Regions from separate parts of the Mus musculus genome. Here all the other regions are linked to region 2. A link is a contact called in public Hi-C and promoter capture Hi-C data. All regions are on one chromosome and are shown on one strand. The core of a region is the stretch at or near the end of the contact, and the rest is flanking DNA. Distances in the headings are between cores, read along the strand shown.

Region 1 (4,868 bases), core at 1,079-3,578, 1.1 Mb before region 2:
GTATGGAGGAAATCAATGGGGAAGGTAGATAAAATATTTGTGTGTGTATGTGTGCCATAATGGAATTCATCACCCTGAATACTAACTAAAAAAAAAGTAGAATATTTGAGTATATATAGTAGTAACTTCCATTCTTTGACTTCCAGAGTTGAGGTAGAAAGCTACACACCAGAGATGTGAACAGTTTCTCACTAGGTGGCTCTCTTTCCCGTGAGTGGGCGGTGCGTTGGCGCTGGTGGAAGATAGGGGCCATTGTACTGCTGCAATCGCCCATACGTCATAGCGCCTCACACTCGCGCTTGCTTGCAGCATGAGGGGGCATAGTTCACTTTCTATTTCGTTAATGACATGCTGTCCTTGAGAATGATGTCCAAGTGGGCTGTACTTTCGTTTCCTGAGAACAGAAACACGTTCCAAATAAACACTGTTCTAGGTTAATAGGAGTTGGATTCAGAGAAAGACCTGTAAAGCGATTCTTTAGGCAGCATGGAAAAACCGGAAGATATCAGGTACCCAAACCAAAACCAAGATCCCATTGAAAATGCTGGTTTTAACTATACAGTGAGGACTGCGTTCTTGGATCTTATTCTAAAACACTTTAGGATAGCTGCTTATATAACTTTCAACATCAATTGAAAATAAAACCTGTAAAATATCAATAATTACTTCATTCCATCAGAATGACTTATTCTACACGATTCCACATCATCAGGATCCATTATTTCTATTTTAACCCTAAACCTGACACAAAATGCTTAAAATATTCGTTCTCAAAATGGAAAATTATTTTCTTAAACTCCCTCATGCAGATAAATCTAGATACTTTTTTTTTATGGCAAGTTCTAAAACACTGCAGATGTTTTTGAGGAGGGGGTCTTTGGAGATCAACCTTCGATGACGGAGCGTCTTTTCTCTCTGAGGGTACCTCTGGAAAGAACGTCATCAGCCTTTCTGATCGCTCTCCATTCTAAATGCCTAAGAACTGCGTGTTAGCCTCCTAGGCTGGGTTCGAGCTCTCACTAAGTCGCCTACGGGAGGTCTCGCCGGTGATATCGAGTAGGAATTAGGCAAGGGTCGACCGGCTACAAAAAGTCGAACATTCGCGATCGCCGGAGCCGCATCTCGGTTGTCATGTGCCCGTCTCTTCCCTTAGGGACCCGCTTCTGGCGGGATCCCGCTGCCCAGCCTCAAACAGTGGTGGGGAAGCCCCTTCCCTTTCCTCTGACTTCGCAGCATCGCCCTCGCTTTCTCGTTCCCACCCACTCGCCGCCGGCCTTCATAACCTGCCTTTTCTTCTCGGGCCCGGCCCTCTCCCTACCCGGCTCAGATAGGCAACGATGGAGGTGGTTTCCACCCTTGGGGGACTGGCAATGCCTAAAATGAATGCTTCGGGGTCTCCCCCAATTTTTGCTGGGAGAGTAAGGGAGGAAGAAATGGACTTTCCTACTCGGATAACCATTTCGACTTCTGGCTTTTAAAAAGGCAGGGAATCCAAGTGGGGAATCCTGGGCAGTTTCCAGGGAACCCGTTTCTCTACGGGAGGGTCACCCTGTCTACACACGGCAGTTACTATGACAATACAACCACAGCCTCCAGTTTCCATGGCAGCGGCCTGCCCAATCGGATTGGTTTTCCTTTCTATTTCTCCCTGGGCTCCGCCCTATTCCCCCCCCCCCCCCCAACCTTCTCCCAGAGTGCCCGGGGAGGGGCGGCTGAAACGGGGGAGGCCTCTGCGTCACTCTCCGGCGCGCGAGGGGACGACCGGAGTCGAGGAATTGGCGGGCGGAACTGTAGGAGGAAGGGGTGGCGTTTCCGGCGGGGAAAGTGGAGGAGTGGGAAAAAAAAAAAAAAGAAAGAAGGAAGGAAGTGAGAAGTGGGCGGGTGGCCGGGCGGAAGGCTTTGAGTGTGACTCCGGGCTGCTCTGGGCTCGATGTCCGCGGTGAGCCGGGGGCCGCCCCCGCGCCCGGGAGGAACAGGACGGAGCCTTAGGAGGCCGCCGGGCACCAGCACCGGATCGTTCGGCCGGCGCGCGGGCACCGCACCGCTCGCCGATCCCAAGAGGGAGCGCTACAGAGCGGCGGAAAGCACCCAGAGGGACCGGCGCTGCTGAAGTCTCGCGAGAGCGAACCCGACTTCCTTCCTCTGCTTCTCCCCTCCTCTTTCCCCGCCCCTTTCCCCTTCTTTTTCCCCCCCCCCTCCGGAGCCGGAGCGTCCCTGCGCCCCACAGGCCAGAGCCGCAGCCGCTGCCGGAGCCGCTCCCCCCAACTCCCTCCCCCTCGCCTCACTCACTCTCCCCCCCCCCCACCCCGCGCCAAGCGAGGAGGAGTCGGAGGAGAGGAAGATGGCGGCGACCGCCAGCACCCGCGGGGCCGCGGGGCCGCTCCGAGGAGCCTGAGAGACCCACGGAGGCTTCGCGGCGAGACGCGGCGGCGGAGGATGAGCCTGCAGAGCGCGCAGTATCTCCGGTGAGCGCCGGAGCTTGGCCGAGGCGTGGTGGCGACGGGGGAAGGGGAGGCTCTCGGGGGGCCGAGGACCGGCGGACTCGGAAGCGGTGGGGGAGTCGCGGCGTCCTTCTGTCCCCAGGGCGGGGAGGCCGAGCGCGGGGCCGAGCGGGCGGCTGCGGGAGGGGGCGGGCACACACATGGCTGCCTGGCCCCCGGGAAGCCGGGCGAGCCGCGCTCCGGGGGAAGCCGGGCGAGGAGCGGAGGGAGGTTGGGGAAGCGGGAGACGAGAACGTGTGTGTGAGTGTGTGTGTGTGCGTGTGCGCGCGCGCGCGCGCGCCTCTGGTCGCAGGCTGCGGGGCCGGGGTAGGGGAGAGGAGAGCCGGCAGCGACCCAGAGTCGAGGTGGGTGTGAAGGGGTCTGGAGCCCACGGCCCGGGAAACGTGGTGTGCTGGCCGGGGCGATGCAGGAGAGAGGAGGATGGAAGTCGGCACACCTGGGGGTTGGGAGGGCGCATTCTGGAGGGCAAATGAGAGGAAGGGGAGCCCGCAGGAAACGCGAGCTTGTTCTTTAGTCGCGGGCTGGAAGGAGGAGAAATAATGCCTTCTGTCCAGAGTTAGAGGGGTCGGAGAGCCCGGAAAGGGGGAAAAAGGATGGGGAGACGAGGGAAGAGGGAGGTGCTACGAACAAGGTGATGTTCTCGAAAGAAACTGTAGTTGGAAGATACCATTCTGAGAGTCGTGTGCATTCATTAGGTGCGATGTAAGGAACTTGTATGAAGGAGATAGAGTGACCCATGGGTACTGGGGGTGCGTGCGTGTGTATGTGTATGTGTGTGTGTGTGTGTGTGTGTGTGTGTGTGAGTGTCTGGGGTAAGGGAGGGGAAGCAGGGATTGATGCACACTTAAAGAAGACTCACATGCATTAACACCGACGTCGAGAACATTTTGAATGGAAAGACAGCAGCTGGTGTGCAGTCAGAATAGTTTGACGGATTTTGAGTGAGAGCTTGGAGGAAACTAGAGGGGAAAATACAGCCTTCACAATGGGAAATAAGGTTGCTAGTGCCTGAGGCTAATGGAGGAGTTGCTAAGACTGGGAACTTACAAACTGGCCTTTTTGTCTTTCAGGAACAGTGTTTTTCTTTTAAATAGCAGGTCTTATTTGGGAAGATACTTTTAAAAAGTGAGTTGAAACCTTGAGGAGAAGAGAATTGAATGGGTAGATAACTGAGTAAGATTTTCTTTAGCTGTTTAGACATAAGTGATGTGGAAGTCGATGTGTTAAGAGTGGTCCCATATATATATTTATATTGCAAGAGAATTGATGTTGTTCTGTGGTAAACAGAGTGGCTATTCTGTCTTTGAAAGTAGTTATTCATTACACTGGAGAGAGAGTGGTGGGATCTCTGAATCTTTGATGCATGAATTCCAGAGTTTAGCACAATGTGTATGCCTGATATTATAAGGTGGCATTCTCTTTTTTTTCCTCTGTTACCCTTATTACTGCATTAAGTAAACTTTACAGTGAGCTGTGAATATATAGGTGCAGTAGAAAAAAATAGAAACTACCAGGACAGTTCTTAATCTTAAGGAAATTACATGATAATATCCAGTGTGTGAGTAAATTAATAGCACAGACTAATGTAGCTATCACCACAAAAAGGTACCATGTTTTTGAGTCCTAGATGACCTGAGCAGTTGAGGGAAATAGGAAAGGCTCTCTTTGTTCATCTGCTCTTTCTACTCCTATGATTCATTGATTGGTTGGTTGTTCACCTGTAGGTAAGGCATTGTACCAACTGCTAAGAATAGAGAGTAAGGACTCCACCCTCTTACAGAACTTACTAGTTTGTTAGGTTTTAGAAGAAAAGAACACTTAAACTTTTATAAGGATGGACTCTTCCTGACAGCTGTGGATTAAGAAAGGGAGATTCTAAATGGAAGGACATAGATAATAAGGAAATGGAAGGGGGAGTGGTGTTTGGTTAGGCAAGAATGCTGGAGGGCTTGAATGGAGTTTAACTTTTTTCTTTTGCAGATTAGGAAGGTGAGTCCAAAGAAGCTATTGAGGATCGAATGGCTGGTGTGTAAAAACAAATTCAAATGCTTGTCTTGTAGCTTCATGTCAGCTTTCTGTGCTGCATATCTATGCTCATTCTTTGCCCAAGTGTGAACTGAGGGCTTTCTATAATCTAGGAGCTGAGACTTCACTGGTGAAACAAGGGTGAGCATGGGGTAGTCTATCTTGATAGAAAGTCAGTAAACATGAACAGATAAATACACTATAAGGTCCTTTGAAATGATAGAAAGGAAAATAAGGCCGTGTATTTTTATATGAACACAGGAAAACCTATTCTGTAATCTGATGCTAGAAGGGTCTTAAATTTTATGATCTTTAGTTTATAGATAAAATAAGTAGACATCA
Region 2 (4,516 bases), core at 1,687-4,186:
CCAGCAACCACATGGTGGCTCTAAAATATCTGTAATGGGATCTGATGCCCTCTTCTGGTGTTTCTGAAGACAGGCAGTATATTCATATATATAAAATAAATAAAATCATTCTAAAAAAATCTTCCTACTATTGTGTTAAAATATTGTACATTTACACAGATCCAGAGAATTTCAGAATATTAAGCATTATCTTAGAGAATTCCTCATCTTGCAAATGATAACAATCTTTCAAACATCTTTGAAGTCAAGGCCGCACAAAACCTGCAAGCACTAACATAAAAACAGGATATACTAACTTTTCCTTCTCTGAAGTAGAATAAGTGTTTGATTAATATCAAGAAGGGAAATCTCTTGTCTCTGGAAATGCTACAGCCTAGAGGTGGATCACAGGTTTTAAAACCTCTAACTTGCTAACTCAACTTTGAGAGCTGTCAATTTTCCAAATTATGAGTAAATTATGATTGCATACGAGGGCACACTTTCATCTCTGCAACAACCAGCAAGTCCCATGACATCAACTTCAAAGTGGACCTAGCTACAGAAAGACACAGTGACTGTATTCAACTGTTAAAAAGTCTCTATGGTTTTATATCAACTTAGTAACTGTATAAGACATATTGGAAATCTGATCCTCCCCATTTAAAAATTTTTCATTCCAAAATAATTTCTAAAAATGGTTTTCTAAAGTCACCCTGCCTCCCAACATCAATAAAGCACTGATTTATATTCTCTGTTAACTAAAAATATTAGCAAGATCACTTATCCTGAAAAATATTTTCCCTGAAAGACTACATATGATCAGATATTTGAGTGTAAGCAACTGAGCAGCTGTTCACAATTCCAGTGGGGGGTGGAAAGTGGGGGGAGGGGTGGAGGGTGGAATGGGAGGGTTGGAGGGGGGTGGGGTGGAGAGGGCGGGCGCAGGGGGTACAGCTTGGTTTTTTTGAGACTGAACCTGGGGCTGGCAAGTCAATGACTCATATAGAAATTTTAATAAGAATGTCAAAGAAAATATTTGCAGCCATAATAGAAATACTTCCCCTCCCCCAAATCTTAAGGAAGTACAGCACTGTACAGACTGTGAACTGTGAGATCAGACATAGGTTAAAAATATAAATGTAACCAAAAACCACAAACCTGACCCGCTTTGAGACTCTGAGCAAGTTAACCCTGAATCTCAATGTCCTCATTTGCACAGTGGAGATAGCATCCACCTCGCGATGGAATAACAGTTTTAGAGATGGCATGAGTTAAATGCCAACAAAGTGGGAACATCATTAAAATGTCACAAAATAATACATTAAACTTATAAAGGAAAAGGCAAGAGTCTAGAATTCACTGGTAATTTTGTTTGAATAGATAACACTTCATCTTCTTTTACTCACATTTTTATTTGCTCTGTGATTTAAAAATTAGTATAGTTCTTTTGCAATGGCGGAAGTAAAGAAGTATCTACGTCAGAACCTAATGGCTCCACCTCCCTTTGTGGGATAAGTTACCTGTTATTTTTTCCTGAGTTCAGGCAACTATTTTTTCTTATAAAATAATATGCTTTCTATTTATATATTAACCTACAACTTGCTTTAGTACAGAACTCTTTCTAAATGTATGACACCCCCCCCCAGCCTGTTCTGTTCTGTCAAAATGCACCCCTTTATACACTTATCTCTAATTGTGTCTTTACTTCTGTAGGATAGATTCTCCAGAGAAAGAAATGAATCAAAGAGCAAGCACAATTTAAAATTCTGGAGTTGGTGTCAATAAGTCACGTGGTTTACATCCCCACCAGTTTTCTCACCTCTTCACTAATCAGCAGTGCATTCTAGTGTTCTGTGCTAACCTACCAGACAAGCAAAACCCACCCACTTCACTGTTTTAATAAGCATCTTTCGCAGTCAACTCGCCGTGCTACTGACAGGCACACATTTCCTCTCCTCTCACTTAACTTCACGGTTTTGCCAAAATCCAGAGATTCTCCACTTCGTTCTTAGTCACTTGTGCCACTTCGGATGTATTCGAATTACTGGATTAAATGCTATAAATAGTGTTTTGGAACACTTTTAAGCCTCATAAAACTACTCTAAGGGGGTACACTTAATCGAGGCCTCTGAATAGCATCAAATCGCCTGCTCTAGCTCACAAGTGCCATTTAGGAAAGAAAACACAGCAAGGGGGATAGTGAAGTCTGAAAAGTTCAAGTTCCGGTGAACGCCCCTTTTCCTTTAACAGGTGTAAGCACCGCAACATTTTCCCGCTGGGAGCTCACTTGGGTGAGACATCCAACCCTGCCTCCGCCACCCAGGCGGTAGCCCCTCCACCAGCCCCTGACATGGCAGAGGCGCTGACACAACACTACATATGTCACAGGCTGCCCAGGAGACACTCGACAGCCCCCGAGGTCACATCCCGGGGATCAGCTCCCATCGTCCTGGACCCCGTCCACCGCACCGAGGTCCTCCAGCCTCACCAGCTGTTACAGTCACCACAGAAAAAGTCCACAGTGCGCCGGGGGCGCAATGACAGGCACCTCCACTGCTGGCAGCCGCGCGAGGAAACCCACCCGGACAGCCACGCACCCTTACCCAAGCTTCTGCTTCTCTTCCCTACTCATGGGCGCGGCCCCTGCCGTGCACACGGACGTGGCCAACACCAGACAGAGCGCGGCCGTCGCTGCCACCAGGCTCCATGACGCTCGCTGGGGGACCCGGCACCCACAGCCCCGGCAGCCGCCGGCTTTGCTCATGGCCCCGCGGTTCCGCGCACGCGCAGCTGCTACACCGGCACGGTGGGCCACATTGCGGGCTGCCGGCGGCGAGGAGGCTGCGAGCCGTGTCGAGGGCGGACTGTGGAGTGAGGCTGGCGGCCGCCGGCGCCAAACTGTTTGCCGAAGTCACCGAGCCGGTCCCCCAGCGCCAGCGCTGCCACCACCCTCCGCCCTCCACGGCTCGGAGCACCGCCCCCAGCTTTCCGGTGTCGTAGTCTAGGAAACCGCCTCTCCAAGGCTACTTCCGGGTAGAGCCGAAGTGAGATAGCCTCGGGACCAATGGAGACAGCCTCGGAGAGGGGCTGGCCGCAGCTACAGGACCTAGCATTGGCCCAGAGAAGCGGGACGTGGACAAAAGGCGGGACTGGGCAGGGAGCTGTCCCTTCGATCCACCTCCGACCCCAGGAGTTGCCACCTAGGAACTACTAGTCCCAAGGTGCACCGCTTCCTCCAGCTTGACTACAGACCTACGCGCAGGCGCCTTGCTAGATTTCTGCCTAGTAGCGCCCTGCGTTCTGGGACTTGTAGTCCTATTCTGTAAAGGCCACGCAGGTTCCAGGCGTTCTGTGTTCCGCAAGACCTTTGGCCAACCCTACCTCGTCGGTGGGCTGCCCAGTCCTTGAGACTCGTGAGTGCTTTGCCATTCTCTTCCTGAAGATTTTTTTTTTTTCCTGAGAGCTGACAGAATGAGACTTGCCCCCAGGTCGGTACCGAATGCCTGGGTGAACAGTGAAAATATTCTTCTGCCCTCGAGAAAATGACAACAAAACAAAACAAAACAAAAACTAGGAAATGAACAACAGCTAAATGACTCGAACCTTTGACGACCATGTGAGAGTTTTACTTTCATTAGCGCATATACACAACTCTAATATGTATATATCGTCCTTCTACTTTTGCACACGTAGCTTGAACTTTTGCACAAAGGCTTGGAAGAAGTTAGCAAACACTAATCTAACTCCTGAATTACTCCTCTAATTCAGTACCCCAGCAACTAAGCAGGACACTCAAAATGAAGGAGGCCAAGCAAAGCTAAGAACGTGATTAATAATAGTTATCTTAAAAGCCCATGAAGGAAAGAAGTGTACAATGCAAAAGTGATTTTTTTTTTTTAATTTAGTGAAGACTAGATGTTGTAATGAGTTGCAATGGCTGATTGGCAGGCTAACTGTGGGTAAAATGACAGGTGGGTTTCTCTTGCAAAAGCACATGTCTTTCTTTTGTGCCACTTCAGCAGGTGGCGGCAGAGTTGAGGAGCTTGGATGTGACCTCTGTGGCCACAGTAAATTTCGTATTTGTCCGTTCAGCAATATCGAGCTATCTGAAACCTCTTGCTTTTAATGCCTCACCACTTAAGTCTTATCTCTCTGACCATCCGGGTTACAAAATAACCTTTCTTCCTTCTCTCCTCTTTCAAAAACGCAGGTGTTTCCTGAAGGTTCTGTTTCGACTCCTTTGCTTCTTTGTACTCTCCGGGTTTCGCTTTAGTGATTTCTGACACGGATTAAGTCACCTTGTTGCTCGGATTGATTTCTAGATTTATATCTGTCCTGATCATTGGCCTTACATTCAATTTCCTTTCTGTCTGGTCCAAGAGAAACTCAAGTGTAAAATTATTTAATGCTTCAGACCTGTTTACTCACCCTCTTCTTTCCTAGTGTCCAACCAGTGGGTAAATCACCCAGATCCTTATCGCTACTATCTTTCAGACCATTGCCTTTCTAGTCCACATTTTCCTAGTTCCAGCTCTCA
Region 3 (4,519 bases), core at 1,509-4,008, 1.7 Mb before region 2:
AATCACAACAGCAGTTTTAACACACATAGGAATGTTTGATGAACTTTAAAAAAAATGGCATTGACTCCTTAAAACGTTCGGACTCAGGCCTTCCATCCCAGCACGGAGGAGGTCCACTCAGAACTGGGGTCTGAGACCAGAATCCAATACAAAGTGAATTCAAGGACAGCCTGGACTGCATGAGGCTGGCTCAAAAACCAGCCAAACAAAACATTCAACACATAAAAAGTTAAACTGCATTCTATTTTATAAAACAAGAAGTGTATTAAACACTCAGTAAATATCTGCCCACTTGACTTTTAAATTTAAAGTCAGACACACATAAAGGGTAAGTAATCTAAACTGTTATGAAATTCACTAGACTATACTCAATGATGGAATAATCAATACAAATATTTCCACAGATTTTTAGCAGGCATGGCCTCCAATCCTCAATATCTGACTAAAAACAGGCCATTTACACAGTCTGAGTTTTATAGAGGATGTTTTTTAAATTAAAAATGTTTCCTGTCTCTAAGATAAGCAAAACTTATGAGAAACACAAGAAAGACATGATCATCATGGTGGGGACATCTGTGGCTCCACCTCTCCAGGGACAGAGGCAGGAGGCCATCACTAGCTAAAGGCTAGGCTGGACTACTTAATGAGCTTCAGGCAGCCAGGGCTTCATAGTGAGAGACTTTCAAAAATCAAAAGGGGAAAAGAGAAGGAGGAGAAGGAAGAGGAGGAAGAAGAAGAGGAAGAAGAGGAGGAGGAAGAGGAGGAGGAGGAGACAGAAAATGCAAAAGCAACAATTTAAAATCAGCCCTACCCTGGCGAGAGTGAGCACTGCTGACCTCATGCCCTGTTTCCGTTCAGTCATTTTTCTCTGTGTCTATTCACCCACCCACCTATCATGCCCACCTCCAAGCTTCTTGCTTTTTAACCTAAGTAGCACGAATGTACAACTGCATAGTTTTCCACTGTGTGAAGCCATGAAGTTCTTTGTGGGTTATTTTTGTTTGACACAGGATGTTGCTGGGTAGCCCACACTAGCCTCAAACTCAGGGCGATCCTCCTGCCTGAACTTCCTAAGTGCTGGGATTGCAGGGGTGTACCATGATGCCTGCCTCATTGTAGTTCTCTATGGCTCTATCCTTTCTTCCTTTCTCCAGGAGTGCAGGAACTGCGTTTGGTACTGGGACTCAAATACTTCAAGCACTCTGCCACTTGATCTAGAATTCCAGCTATTTCTTTACTATTGAAACAAAAATCTCACTATTGAGACTGACCTAGGTTAACCTTAAACTCACAATTCTCGGGCTCCAGCATCCTCCCAAGTACTGGGATGGGCAGGTGGATTATTGTGAGTTCTGGCCCAACCTGGTCTACAAAAGACAAACAAGGCATGAGTCACCATGCTCAGCCAATTTTTATACCCATCGCTGCAACGAATATACTTGTACACAAATTCTTTTGCTATACTTTAAATAAAATGCAGTATTAAAATGTATGCTATTTGTTCTGTTTGGTGGGGTTTTTTTGTTGTTGTTGTTGTTTGTTTTTTGTTTTTTTTGAGACAGGGTTTCTCTGTGTAGCCTTGGCTGTCCTGGAACTCTCTGTAGACCAGGCTGGCCTTGAACTCAGAGATCTGCCTGCCTCTGCCTCTCGAGTGCTGGGATTAAAGGCGTGTGCCACCCTGTTTGGTGTTATCAGGCTCTTTCCATGCAAAACACCTGTCTACATCGTGACTTGCTGACTGGGAACCATTCTGGGGACATCTTACGCCTGTTTTTATGTGCATCCGTGTATTCACACCACCCTTGCACCTGATGCCTGGGAAGGCTCAGGAGAGGATCTGGGATCCCTTGAAACAGGAGTGTCGGATGGATGGGAGTCACCTTGTGGGTTCTGGGACAGGAAAATTGACCCCTCTACTAGAACAGCAAATGTTCTTAACCAAGGAGCTGTCTCTCTAGCTGCCATTTTCACAATTCCAACGTAATATTAGCTTTATGTTTGGGCCTAATATGAAGATGTATTAAAAACTAGGGTGTGTTAACAACGAGACGTGTGGACACTAGGGTGTGTGGACACCGAGCTCTGTGTATTTGAGTGGACAGTAAGATGTATGCCCAGACTGTGACGAGCGCTTCACGGCCTCATCTTTTAGGAGGTGTCATTTTAGCTGACAATTTTGTATAACGGGTTAGTCAAGTCCTCTAGGGCAGGAGCTGAGGGTCTGGGCAACGACTAAGGTGGCCAAGGTGGCATTCTGTACCCCTTGACTCCAAAAGACTGATTTTTTCCCCCAAAAGACTGTTTTGAAGGGACAGATTTGCTTTCCCTGCTGTGGGAAAGACCCAAACCTCCCGGAGCTGGCCCCTCTGCAGCTTCGCACCTTCGAGCCCTGTAGCACCTGGTCGCAGTACAGAGCCACCTTCTCGCTGCGCCACATGCCCCTCATGGGGGATGCGTAGATCGGTGGCAGGGGCTGCGCTTCCTCCTGGTCCTCAGGCACCGCGGGCACGGGCTCCTCGTCACATGTTTCGGCTTGGGTGACCGGTGGGAGCTGGAGCCGTCGCCGTGCCGCCTTGCCCTTCACGGGGCGCGGGGAGGCCACTACCGAGCGCACGGGGGACATGAAGCCCCTGGTGGGCGCGGCCACCGAGTCCCGGAGGGTGGCTAAGACAGTCTGCTCCGCTGGCGAGCTGTCACTCCCGACCGAGGCCTTGGGCTCTGAGGTCGTGGCATCCGACTCCATGTTCGCGCCGCAGCCGTTGGCCGCCTTCCCCTCGTGGGACCACGCAGCCTGTGCGCGCTCCGCGGGCGAGCACATGCGTGGGCGGGAAATGAAGGCAGGTGCGGGGGCGGTGGGAGCACGCTGCGCAGAGGCGGGGATAGGGGCGGGGTCCTGCCTCTGACCCCGCCCATTGATCCTTGGAATCGCCTAATGGCAGAACCTAGGAGCTCGTTGGTCCCCACCCATCCACCCTTAAGTCCTGAAACATTTCAGGGCCAGGCAAGCTACGAAGTCCCTAGGTAGCCAAGGATGACCTTGAATTTCTGATTCTCCTGCCTCTCCCTCTCAAGTGCTGGGTTCACAGGCCCGCCCCACTCAATGGGGCGGTTCATTACCTGCTAGACAAGCACTCTACCGATTGAATCAGACCCCCTCCCCCCAGCCAAAGGAAACATACTTTTATTCTAGGAAGCATTTGTGACTGGGACCAGCTGGTTATTACCAGAGAAAACTGCGGATAGATGTAGGCACCCGGGATCACCTTTCCACGCGGATCTCAGTTTAGGCGTCCCTTCATATCATAAACAAATTGCTCTGTGTGTGTGTGTGTGTGTGTGTGTGTGTGTGTGTGTGTGTGTGTGTGTGTGTGTGTGTGTGTGTGAAGATGTGATTAAGTCAATGGGTCAAATTAGTCTGTGGAGCTGCTCAGAATTCTCCCTGATGGGTGTTTACAGTACTGCAACCCTTATCAACACGTATTTCAGCGGTGGCGACGGTGAGTAAGCGCATTTTCCTAAATGTTGCTCACGGCCTTTGATGAGCATCAGGACTCCAGTTCCCGGTATGTGAGACTGCTTGTGTATTGAGCCCGTTGGAATACCGTCTGTTTACTCTATCTGGACTCTGTGCTGGGCGCACAGCCCCCGAGCTGAGGTGACTTGGGAAAACACCTGCCTTCCCTCTCGCTCACTTGGAAGGACACTGTGTGAAGTTGTGAGTTTATTTTGAAGGAGACATTCCCGTTTGTATCGTGTTACTGTAGTGCAGAAAACAATTAGGACTTCAATTATTCTGTATTCACACTTCACTGTATTTGTCTGGAGTCTGTGACCTTCTTTAAAATGGTGCCATTATAACCACCCAAGACCACCCATTCGAATAAAATCTATTACAGGGCTGGTTTTCTCTTCTTTTAATTCATTACCTCGCGTGTGTGTGTGTGTGTGTGTGTGTGTGTGCAGTCCATGCTTGCCTGGTGTGTTGTGTAGACTGAGCCTCAAGCTTGCAGGGCCCTTCATCTGCCTCCCAGGCACTATGGTGATAGGCACCCACTGCCACCCTCTGCTTACTCTTGTTATTTTGTTTTAAATGCTTTCCTCTTCCTTTCTTTGAAAAAATAATTATTTTATTAGTATTAGTTTAGCCCTTAAGTTTAGAGTAAAAAAAAAAAAATCCTGTGAGCTAGTTCAAAGTGTTTAAATTTCAAACACAGCACTAGTTTTTGTTTCTTCCGGAAACAAACAGATGTTTCATAGGAACTACTAAGTGCCAGACAGGCACTGTGTAGATGCCAAAGGCATACAGATGAAAGACACAAGGCCTGCCTACCCTAAGCAAAGTGTAGGCAACAGCATGTGTAAAGACTATGATTATTACATACATATTTCAAAGCCATACTATGTTGGGGCTGGAGAAATGGCTCAGCAGTTAAGAGGACTCATTGCTCTTCCAGAGGTCCAGGGTTTGATTCCCAGAACTCACATGGTGGCTCCTGTTCCAGAGAATCGGATGCTTTTG

What was found. Promoter capture Hi-C pulls out the DNA fragments that hold promoters and counts their contacts. Hi-C and Micro-C count contacts between places; a contact is called where the count stands out from the background.
Region 1: a Hi-C map of neutrophils shows a contact between it and region 2, with 6 times the contacts expected there. The contact joins the promoter of Smg7 here to the promoter of Edem3 in region 2. A contact is called at or near these places in 7 of 39 promoter capture datasets (the C10 cell line, erythroid cells, hippocampal neurons and 3 more), 7 of 484 Hi-C or Micro-C datasets (CD4 T cells, CD8 T cells, natural killer cells and 3 more), 4 of 115 datasets of contacts at active chromatin or transcription factors (astrocytes, cardiomyocytes, embryonic stem cells and 1 more) and 1 of 9 other capture datasets (liver).
Region 3: a promoter capture Hi-C map of liver shows a contact between it and region 2, with 4 times the contacts expected there. The contact joins the promoter of Shcbp1l here to the promoter of Edem3 in region 2. A contact is called at or near these places in 2 of 39 promoter capture datasets (liver and pre-B cells), 1 of 115 datasets of contacts at active chromatin or transcription factors (astrocytes) and 1 of 9 other capture datasets (liver).

Annotation. Positions count from the first base shown.
Region 1 is chr1:152,900,106-152,904,973 of GRCm38.p6, reverse strand. Smg7 (Smg-7 homolog, nonsense mediated mRNA decay factor (C. elegans)) reads left to right here and starts at 2,328. Exons shown (of 23, transcript NM_001160256.1): 1 at 2,328-2,465. The coding sequence starts at 2,437.
Region 2 is chr1:151,753,794-151,758,309 of GRCm38.p6, reverse strand. It overlaps Edem3 (ER degradation enhancer, mannosidase alpha-like 3), which reads right to left and starts at 2,936. Exons shown (of 20, transcript NM_001039644.2): 1 at 2,583-2,936. The coding sequence starts at 2,743. It overlaps 2810414N06Rik (RIKEN cDNA 2810414N06 gene), which reads left to right and starts at 3,292. Exons shown (of 2, transcript NR_151475.1): 1 at 3,292-3,467.
Region 3 is chr1:153,423,448-153,427,966 of GRCm38.p6, reverse strand. Shcbp1l (Shc SH2-domain binding protein 1-like) reads right to left here and starts at 2,758. Exons shown (of 10, transcript NM_001033162.2): 1 at 2,381-2,758. The coding sequence starts at 2,743.